Regions from separate parts of the Bos taurus genome. Here region 1 is linked to region 2. A link is a contact called in public Hi-C data. All regions are on one chromosome and are shown on one strand. Each heading gives the region's core, a stretch centred on a gene start, on an enhancer-like site or on the middle of the called end of the contact. The rest is flanking DNA. Distances are from core to core; before and after follow the strand shown. Region 1 holds the start of LOC132345358. Region 2 holds the start of CBX7 (chromobox 7).

Region 1 (4,430 bases), core at 579-3,078, 140 kb after region 2:
TTAACTGTCTAACACTATCTGTTTCAGTCATCAGTGCTACATGTTCTAGTCACTTTTCTACTTCAATTTCCCAGGGAAAAAATACTGCAATGTGCTGCCATTTCCTTTTCCAGGAATCTTACCGACCCAGGGGTCTCCTGCTTAGCAGGCAGGTTCTTTTACCACTGAGCCAGCGGGGGAACCTTTCTGTTCTTTGGCTCTTAACAAATTTACTCACCACGCTCCTTGACTTCATTACACCCCTCTGCCCAGAACAATGCCAGTCACCTGAACTCCGGAATACTAATCAATCCTAAAATATATTTCCATTCTGAAGTCCAGAAGTTCTGTTGATCTCGCCAAAGCCTGCTCCATTCTGACTGCTTGGCCCCATCTAGTCAACTCCAGCTCTCCCATCAGCTAGAAAGATGCAGCATGTACTTACTGGACCCTGGCCTATCGACCTCCCTCACAATGTGGGTCATGCCAGCCTTGTAGCCAAGAAAGGCAGTGAGGTGCACAGGCTTGGAAGAGTCATCCTTGGGGAAGCTCTTCACCTTCCCGCGGTGCCGGCTGCTGCGCTTCCGAGGCAGGAAGCCCAGGGACCCATGCCTGGGAGCAGAGAACTTCCTGTGAGACTAAGAGAAATAGAAGAACATTAGCACCTTCTGAGGAGCTTTGTTCCCAGAGGCCTAGGTTTTAGGAGGATTTCAAGCAATGACGACTCCATGCCAGCAACCCAGGTAAGATATCTACATTCAGAATTGTTTAATTATTCGTAATCACACATCCAAAAGGTATTACTCAGTCAAACTTGAACATTTACTTCAACCCCTCAACCCCTCACCTTGTAACTTAAAAACAAACCATCCCCCTTTTCCTCTTTAAGAAGACACACACACAGCAGAGAGTCGCATTAAGGATCGCTTAACAAGCCTTACACTCAAGACTCTGATCATCATTATTGCCATTTTGCCCAGGGACTCCTTGTCAAAGGGCTGGGTGGTGGACAATGGTACTGAAGGATTCCCCATGCTCCCAACGGGAGCCAAACCGGAAAATGGTGGCCACTAGAATTTGACAGAGCCAAATCAGAACATGACAATCAGCACAGTGTCTCTGTCCGCCCGTCAGTAAGTTCATCATTTCTGGTTTCTGACAACTCTAGAGGCCAAAGGAGTTGTACCAACGTTCCCAGACGTTTCAGAATGAGGCCTCAACAACCCCTGTCCCGAATACCCTCTCCAGCCTGCCGGCCTGGATTTCTGAACCTCTTTAACACTAGAGCCAAACAATCGCACACAAGGTCCTCCTGCCAAAGGGCTCACGACTTGGATCTCAAATGCTGAGATAAAAATCTAGGAATAGTCCATGGTTTGAAAACCGTCGGGCCCAGGCCCCACAAGCCAAGGCCTCTAGCCAGCCGACAGGCAGGCCCCAAACCACCCTCAAGTCCCGGACGTTTTCAGGAAATAGACCTGGCCGCGGGTTCCGCTGAGTGCCCCGTGATATTACAGCAGAACCCCGGCGCCGGGTGAACCGAGATGGCGGGGATGTGCCGCGGATTCAGCCCTGCCACCACGACAAAGAGGAAGCCGCCATGACACTACATACCATGCTGCCGTCGGAAGCTGCCGGTAGAGGTCGGCCCGCTAGCCGCGCGAGATATATAAATCCTAGTCTGGCTCCGCCCCTTCCGGCGTGCGAGCGCGCACCCGCGGCAGACGTCGGGTCGCGGGGCCGACGCTGGACTCCATTTCCGCGCATGCTCGTTCTCGCCTTGCTTGCGTTCCGACCAGGGCGTCAGTTTGGTAGGTGGGATTTAGAGGTCCTACGGCGAGCGGCTGGGATCACACTTCCTGAAAATTCTAGGACGCGCCGGCGGAATATCAAAATACTATCGCCCTACAAGCGTTGGACAGTAGCCAACTTTTGAGGAAACGTTGAAACGCGCTATTACGGTGAAGGAAAAGGGTCAGTCACTTCTGGAATTGAATAACCCTATTGGGGCTTCAGTTCCAAAGCGTTTTCTCACGTGGTATATCATTTCCGTCCGGCACTCTAGATCATCGATGTTGCCATTTTGCAGGCATGTCGAAGTGGAATCAGTTGCACAGCCCCCACCAACTCAAAGTTGGAGAGAAAAGACTGAGCCCCTGGTTTTCCTGGTTCCCAACTCAGAGGCGCTTCCCGACACCAGCTTGCCTTTAATGCGTGCTAATTTGGGGTTTCCCCTCCCTCTAACTCCATCTAGGCCATTTCTCCCAGTATCGGGCTGCGGGGACTGGCGCTTGATTCTAAAGGTCTGAGGCGGAGAAACCCTCACCAGCTGCCGGGTGTCACGAAGCCTGGCTCTCCCTGCCTCCCAGATCCTCTGCATGAAGGACCCTCGCTGATCTCTGCCTGGGCTCGTGGTCACCTAGGAGTCTCCTAGTTGCTCTCCCTGCCGCCAGGCTTGTCCATCCAGATTATTATCTTTTGGTTACTTCCCGTGCCCTTCCCCATCCCCACTCCTAGTTATTTCCTCTGGTTTAAGGCTTAACTCCTGAGCCTGCAAGCCAAGAATCTGCCCTAACTAGCTGCTCCAGCCTCTTTTCTGTGGGTGAACACACACACACACTTTTCCACTTTCCACCTCCATCCCACCCTGTTCTGTTCTTTGATTCTGGGCCTGGCCATTGCTCACACCGTTATTAAGAAAGCGTTCTCATTTAACCTTCACTCCATCCCTCAGTGGCAGTGTTGAGAGTCCTCAGCCCCTTATTGGAAATCTTTGGGGCCAGATCTGTTTCCAAATTCAGCATTTTTCATGTTTTAGATAATATCATGCAATATGGTGCACATACTGTATATTATGTAATCCTCCCTAAGCTCTTTAATGAAACACATTAATTCTGTAAAGAGACATGAATATTCACATGGAGTGGAATAAATAGCCCCACAGTTCAAGGCTAACTTTGCTGCCTAAAAAATTCAGATTACTTTCGTTTTTGCCACCAACTGACTTAAGTTTTTTCATAATTCAATTTACAGCAATATGGATGGACCTAGAGAGTATCATACTGAGTGAAGACAGAAAAAGACAAATACTGTGATATCACTCATGGAATCTAAAATATGATACGAATGAACTTATTTACCAAACAGAAGCAGACTCACATAGAAGACAAAGGTATGCTTACCAAAGAGAAAAAGGGTTAGGGAAGGAATGAATTGGGAGATTGGGATTAGATACAAATTTCTGTATATAAAATAGAGAAACAAGGTCCTACTATATGCCACAGGGAACTATATTCAATATCCTATAATAAACCATAGTGGAAAAGAATATGAAAAAGAATATATGACCAAATCACTCTCCTTTATACCAGAAACTTAACATTATAAATAACAACTTTTTATTTCAGAATGGCAGACAAGGAATTATGGCCCACACTGTCCCTTTTTATAGAGAAAACTAAGTTCAGGCCAAAAAGGAATAATTTGGCAAAAGTCATACAATTAAGAAAGGACAGAGCTCAAGCCTGATTCTAGGTTAGGTTTTCATGACATCAGACTCAGGGTTCAGTCGCCTCTTCACTGGAAAAGGAGCTCCGGGGTCCTGAGTCACTCATTCGCTCAATAAGAAATTCTTCCTGAAGTCTTGCTGCATGTCAGATGCTGCACCAGGCTGTGGGAATGACACAAAAGGGAAGGGGGCAGGGCACAACCTTTGAAAGAATGACAAATCCCAAGGACACCACGTACTGATTAAAACCAAGTAGGTCCAAAACAACAGACTAGTCCGCTTCCACTAGACCTTGAGCCTCAGTGTACGCTCACTGGAACACATCAGCAAGCTACCGGCACACTGGCCAGTTCCGAGCCAGCCATCAAAGATGAGAAAGGGGCACTGGCCCAGTTCCAGCCTGGCCTTTCGCATGCTGTACTTACTCTGCATATAAGTTAAATTTACAGTGTGGCAATATACAGTCTTGCCATACTCCTTTCCCATTTTGAACCAGTCTGTTGTTTCATGTCCGGTTCTAACTGTTGCTTCTTTTCTTTTTTTTCTAACTGTTGCTTCTTGACCTGCATACAGGTTTCTCAGGAGAGAGAAGTAAGGTGGTCTGGTATTCCCATCTTTTAAGAATTTTTCACAGTTTGTTGTGATCCACACAGTCAAAGTCTTCAGCATAGTCATTGAAGCAGAAGCAGATTTTTTCTGGAATTCCCTTGTTTTTTCTGTGATCCAACAGATGTTGGCAATTTGATCTCTGGTTCCTCTGTCTTTTCTAAATCCAGCTTGTACATCTGAAAGTTTTTGGTTCATGTACTGTGGAAGCTTAGCTTGAAGGATTTTGAGCATGACCTTGTTAGCATGTGAAATGAGTGCAGTTGTACAGTAATTTGAACATTCTTTGGTGTTGCCTTTCTTTGGGATTGGAATGAAAATTGACCTTTTCCAGTTT
Region 2 (4,735 bases), core at 1,496-3,995:
TCTGTAGACTGGAGAATGCTATCCAAAGGTGGCTCTGTCCCCAGCTCTATGGCACTGAAGACTCATGCCCCACTGGCTAAACTTGTCTTGCTCAATGCCACAAACTCCCACCTGGCACTGGTACATGCTGCAGCTTGAGGGCCCCTCCACCTTGCAGGTGGACATTTCTGAAGCCAAGATGCTGGGTCTTCACCGCTGAATGCCAGGAGAGGCCAGAAGCAGGGGAGCAGAGGCTCCAACCAGAAGATGGAGCACAACTCTGAAGAGAAGCTGGCACCCACCTTGACCCTCATATGCTCCAAATCCCTCAGCTGGCAGAGAGAAAACTGAGGCCTAGAGAAGAGGACGATTTAATCAAGGTCAGCTGGCCAATTACTAGAGCAGCTGGAGTGAAAAGTGAGGCAGGAGAGCGGGGAAAAGGCAGATGAAAGGATGTTCAGGTAGGCAGACAGACACACACACAAAGGAGCCTTACTTTGGGGGCCATCCTTTCCACTTGACCAAGTATTCAACTTTACCCTGGGGAGAAAGAGAGAAGGAGACAGTGAGATACACAGATGCCCCTAGGACCACTTGCAGGGCTGAAGGCCCAATCCCCTCTGCACACAGAAGTCCCCCAACACATATACACAAGACCCCCATCAACCAGAGATTCTCAATCTTTGGCTGCTCCATGTCCATCCCAGACCATCCTCCCTGCGAGAGCACAGGAGTGCACTGGGCCTTCCCTACACACCTCAGGGGTACCTGCGGTACAAGCTTGGAGCCCATGTCACGTGTGGGAACGTGCATGGCCAAAGATCCAGTGTCCAGTGTGCCAGAGCAAAGACCAGAATGCTCTTTTTTTAAATTAGAAGACTCTCCAAGTCCTAGAAAACTCCTCTTTGGGGAGTCCCCCAGGCCTCTAGCCCCATCAGCCCCATCCCTGTGAGACAGTGCCTCTGGCCCAGAGTGGACAGGCTAGTGACTCCAAGACTCTCAACTTACTCTCAAGTCAAAAGACCCTGGCAGGGCCCCAGAGAAGGCAGACAGTCCTCACCGTGAGAAAGGGTGCTTATCCCTCCCTCCAGGAGTGAGAAAATAAGAGCCAAGTTCCTCCCTTCCGCACAGGTGACAGGGGCCTTCCCAATCTGACAGGTGATACCCCTCCACACTAGAACTTTAAGACCAAGATAATGTCATCTCCTCAAAGAGGCCTGCCCTGGCCACCCTCCCTCCCACCTCATAGTTCTCTTTCTGTGTGGCACACAACCCCAGTGGAAAGCATCTGTTTACTTCCTCTTTTGCTGCCTGTCTCCTCTACCAGAATGCCAGCTCTGCAAAGGCTGGAGCTCCCTCCCCTGGCACTTAGACTGGTGCCTAGTATATAAGAGGTCCTCAGAATTTTGAATGAATGTGAAAGGAACAATGCTCCTCACTCTCTGGCACTACGGGCCCCATGTAGAAAGGGATAATTAATGTACGTGCTTAGGCTACACTGCATAGAAAGCACTGGGTTTTGAGGAACAAATTCAAATTGAGGAAACCCTAAGGGAAGGGAGGAGGAGAAGGGGCAGCCCCGACATGAAGACAAAATTCAACCCCATTGGAGTTGGGGGAAGAAAAGAAAAGGTCATGGCCTACCTTAACCCCGTTACCTTTAGCCCAAGATACCAGGGCTGAGTTTTCTCCCTTTAAAGATGAGTCGGCAATGAGCCAACTTGAGGTCCTGCTCTGCACTCATCTCTTACTGTTTGACCTTGATCAGGTCGCTTCCCTAGCCCGGGCCTCAGTTTGTGCCTCCGTCAAATGGGAGGAGGTCAACTCCCGCCCTGCCGTTACAGCCTCCCTAGGGGCGACAGGGAGGAGATAAAAGGACAGTGGTTTTAAGTGTTGGGACAGGGAATTTCCCCAAAGCCTTCCAGTCCCAACTTCCAGCCTGGGGCCAGACTACTTTGCAAACCTGTGCACCGGAAATGGGCACGGCCAAAGTCCAGGCCCGAGGCGCGGGGACCGAACCCAGCAGAACAGATGCCTCCTTAAATCGCTGGGTGTACGTTTGGGAGGCGAAGGCAAAGGGGGAGGAGCTTTGAGGATGCCGAAGCGCCGTAGGCGGCTTCACTGAGCCGTCGGGCGGGGCTGGGAGTCGGGGAGGGGAAGACTGAGGGGGTGTGCACTGAAGTGGGGGAGAGACGCGGAGGTTGGGGTGTGGAGGCGATCGGAAAAGGTCGAAGTCCAGCAGTTAAACTTAAGAGGCGGGAGGAGGCTTTTCCAAAGCTCCGCCTCCAACTTCAAAGGACTTGGCACCAAGAGTACAGAGTCCTGAGTTCGAGACCCAGATCCGATGCGAACACACGAGGCAAGCCGTTTCTTCAACTTGGGCCTCAGTCTCCCCATATTTAATGAGAGGAGGGTGAGAACGGATAGCGTTTGGGGTCCCTCCAGTCCGATCCTAATCTCCAGCTCTGGCTGGCTCAGCTGCCCCCAGCATCCTGGGGCGACAACTTTTAATTCTACTCTCCCTACAAGGTGGCGGGGGAAACTGAGGCACGGGCTGGGGATACGGGCCCGGCAGCGCGGGGCTGCCTGGGTGCCCCCGCCCCCACTTTCTCCCTGGCCTCCAGGGTAGAGGGGACAGTACTGGGGACAGAAGGGGACCCCATAGGGGTCCTGGGAGCCGCCCCCCGGGCAGCCTCACCTTCCGCACGCGCTTCTTCCGGATGCTCTCTACGGCGAACACCTGCTCGCCGATGGCTGACAGCTCCATGCGGGGCGGCGGGCGAGCGGGCCCGGGGCCGGGCCGGGCCGGGGGCGGAGCTGCGGGGCCGCGGCTGCGGCGCGCGATGCTCGGGCCGGCGGGGTCCCCGTCACCCTCGCCCGGGCGCGCACGCGCACGCGCACGCGCGCACACCCCCTCGCGCTCCCTCACGCCGCCGACGTTCCATTTTTGAACCTGCGCAACGTTTTCCTCGGCGCGAGCGAGCCCGCGGGCGAGCGCGCCGGGCGGGGGCGAGGGCGGGGCGGGGCGGGGCGGAGCGGGGGCTCGGCTCTCGTCTAGCCGGCCACGCCCCTCCATGGCTCCGCCCCCGCTCGGGCCCGCCCCCTCTGGAGGTCCGCCCCCGGGCCTCGCGCGCGGCGTGTCTCTTTCCAAAGCTGGCGGCCCGCGGGACTTATTTGGCGCGGGCTCCGCTAGGCGAGGGTTGTTGGACGTGATGTTAATACCCAGGAGTGTTTTCTAAAGTCCTCCCGGTGACTCTGAGGGTCTGGAAACGGCCTGGCCCCGGTTGGGCATATGAGGGCCTGGGGGAGAGCGGGGAGGCCATTTGCCTCGCCTCTCACAAAGAATAGACGAGATCGCGGCGCAGACCCTCGGGCGTCAGGAGGGCGGGGACGGCCAAGGTTTCCCAACCTGTCAGGGCGTCTCAGTACCGCGGTCTCTCTGGATCCGGGCTCGGGAGCTGTGTGGTTTGCCAGTCTTGAGCAGGCGCCTCCGCGTCCATCCTTAACGTCTGTCTGTCCGTCCGGGCGGTTGTGCTGAGACGCCCGGTCCCCACGCGGCCGCTGCCTCAAGGGCCCCCGCTAGGCAATACTTGGCGGCAGGTATGGCCGCGGCGAATCTAAGGTGTGCAGCGGAACGGATTTTGACGCCACGCAGCCCCAAGTCCCCAGTCACACGCACTTGACACTCTGCACGTAGTAGGTGTTCGACTCTGTGGAATGAATGGATCTTGAGATCTCAAACAAATCCATTCATTATCCCCATCCACTCTAACACGGTTCTGTCTGTACTACGGCGCCAGCTTTCCGTCCTCACCAGGAACCCGAGTCATCCGTGCCCCTTGGGTTCCCAACCGCCTGCCTGCATTTACCCCCCAAATCCTGCCTTTCTGATCTCCTCCCATCCACACCCCTTGTCCTTTCTCTGGACTACAGCAACCAATGCCCTCCGAGCCGAGTCCACAGTGTCAGAATGAGCTTTCTAAAATGCAGATCTGACTGGATCACTCTAGTGCTTTAAAACCTTCCATAGCTCCCTGTGCCCCTCAGAATAAAGTCCAGACGCCTCTGCCTGGCGTCCTGGGTAGAAAAAGAGAAAAGAAAAAGAAATTATTTTGCACGGACTTTTTATAAGGAGCAACGGAAGCCCGAGGCAGTAGAATGATACATCCAAAGCACTGAAAGAAAATAACCATCATTTTAGAAACTGAGTGAAATTTTATTTCAAGATTTATGTACCCACTGAAAATGTCTTTCCAGAACAAGGGGAAATCATAACATTTACAAATACAAAAACTAAGACTTTGCCAGTAGCAGACCCTCCCTAAAGGAAATTCCAACGGAAGAACTTCAGGCTGGAGGAAGATGATCACAGACAGAGGTCTGATGCAACAGAGAATAAAGAACAATGAAGAACGTTGATAATACAATAACAATGTCTTCTGGATAAAAATAGAGTTAAAATACACAACAATGGCATAGAACTTGGGTGAATGGATTAAAGTGTTCCAAGATCTTTCTATTCCTCAGGAGGAAAACGAAAATAGATAGCAAATATACTTAAACTCTGATGAGTTAAGACTGTAAGTTGTCATTAACAGGGTAAACAGAAAGAATGGAAATGCAGTATATAGTATTTAGCCAAATTATTAGAGGGGAAACAGAATGAGAAAATCAATCAATCCTAAAACAGCAAGAATGGAGAGAAAAATACAAGATAGGTGGGACAAATAAATAACAGTTATAAATTCAAATGTAC

The links. Hi-C and Micro-C count contacts between places; a contact is called where the count stands out from the background.
Region 1: a contact with region 2 is called in a Hi-C map of skeletal muscle, with 5 times the contacts expected there. The contact joins the promoter of LOC132345358 here to the promoter of CBX7 in region 2. A contact is called at or near these places in 2 of 11 Hi-C or Micro-C datasets (blood and skeletal muscle).

The regions. Positions count from the first base shown.
Region 1 is chr5:110,750,455-110,754,884 of ARS-UCD2.0, forward strand. LOC132345358 reads left to right here and starts at 1,829. Exons shown (of 3, transcript XM_059887165.1): 1 at 1,829-1,953; 2 at 3,013-3,151. RPL3 (ribosomal protein L3) reads right to left here and starts at 1,613. Exons shown (of 10, transcript NM_174715.1): 1 at 1,594-1,613; 2 at 425-617. The coding sequence starts at 1,596. LOC112446859 (small nucleolar RNA SNORD43) reads right to left here and starts at 1,130; the gene lies at 1,067-1,130.
Region 2 is chr5:110,606,113-110,610,847 of ARS-UCD2.0, forward strand. CBX7 (chromobox 7) reads right to left here and starts at 2,746. Exons shown (of 6, transcript NM_001192618.1): 1 at 2,678-2,746; 2 at 476-519. The coding sequence starts at 2,746.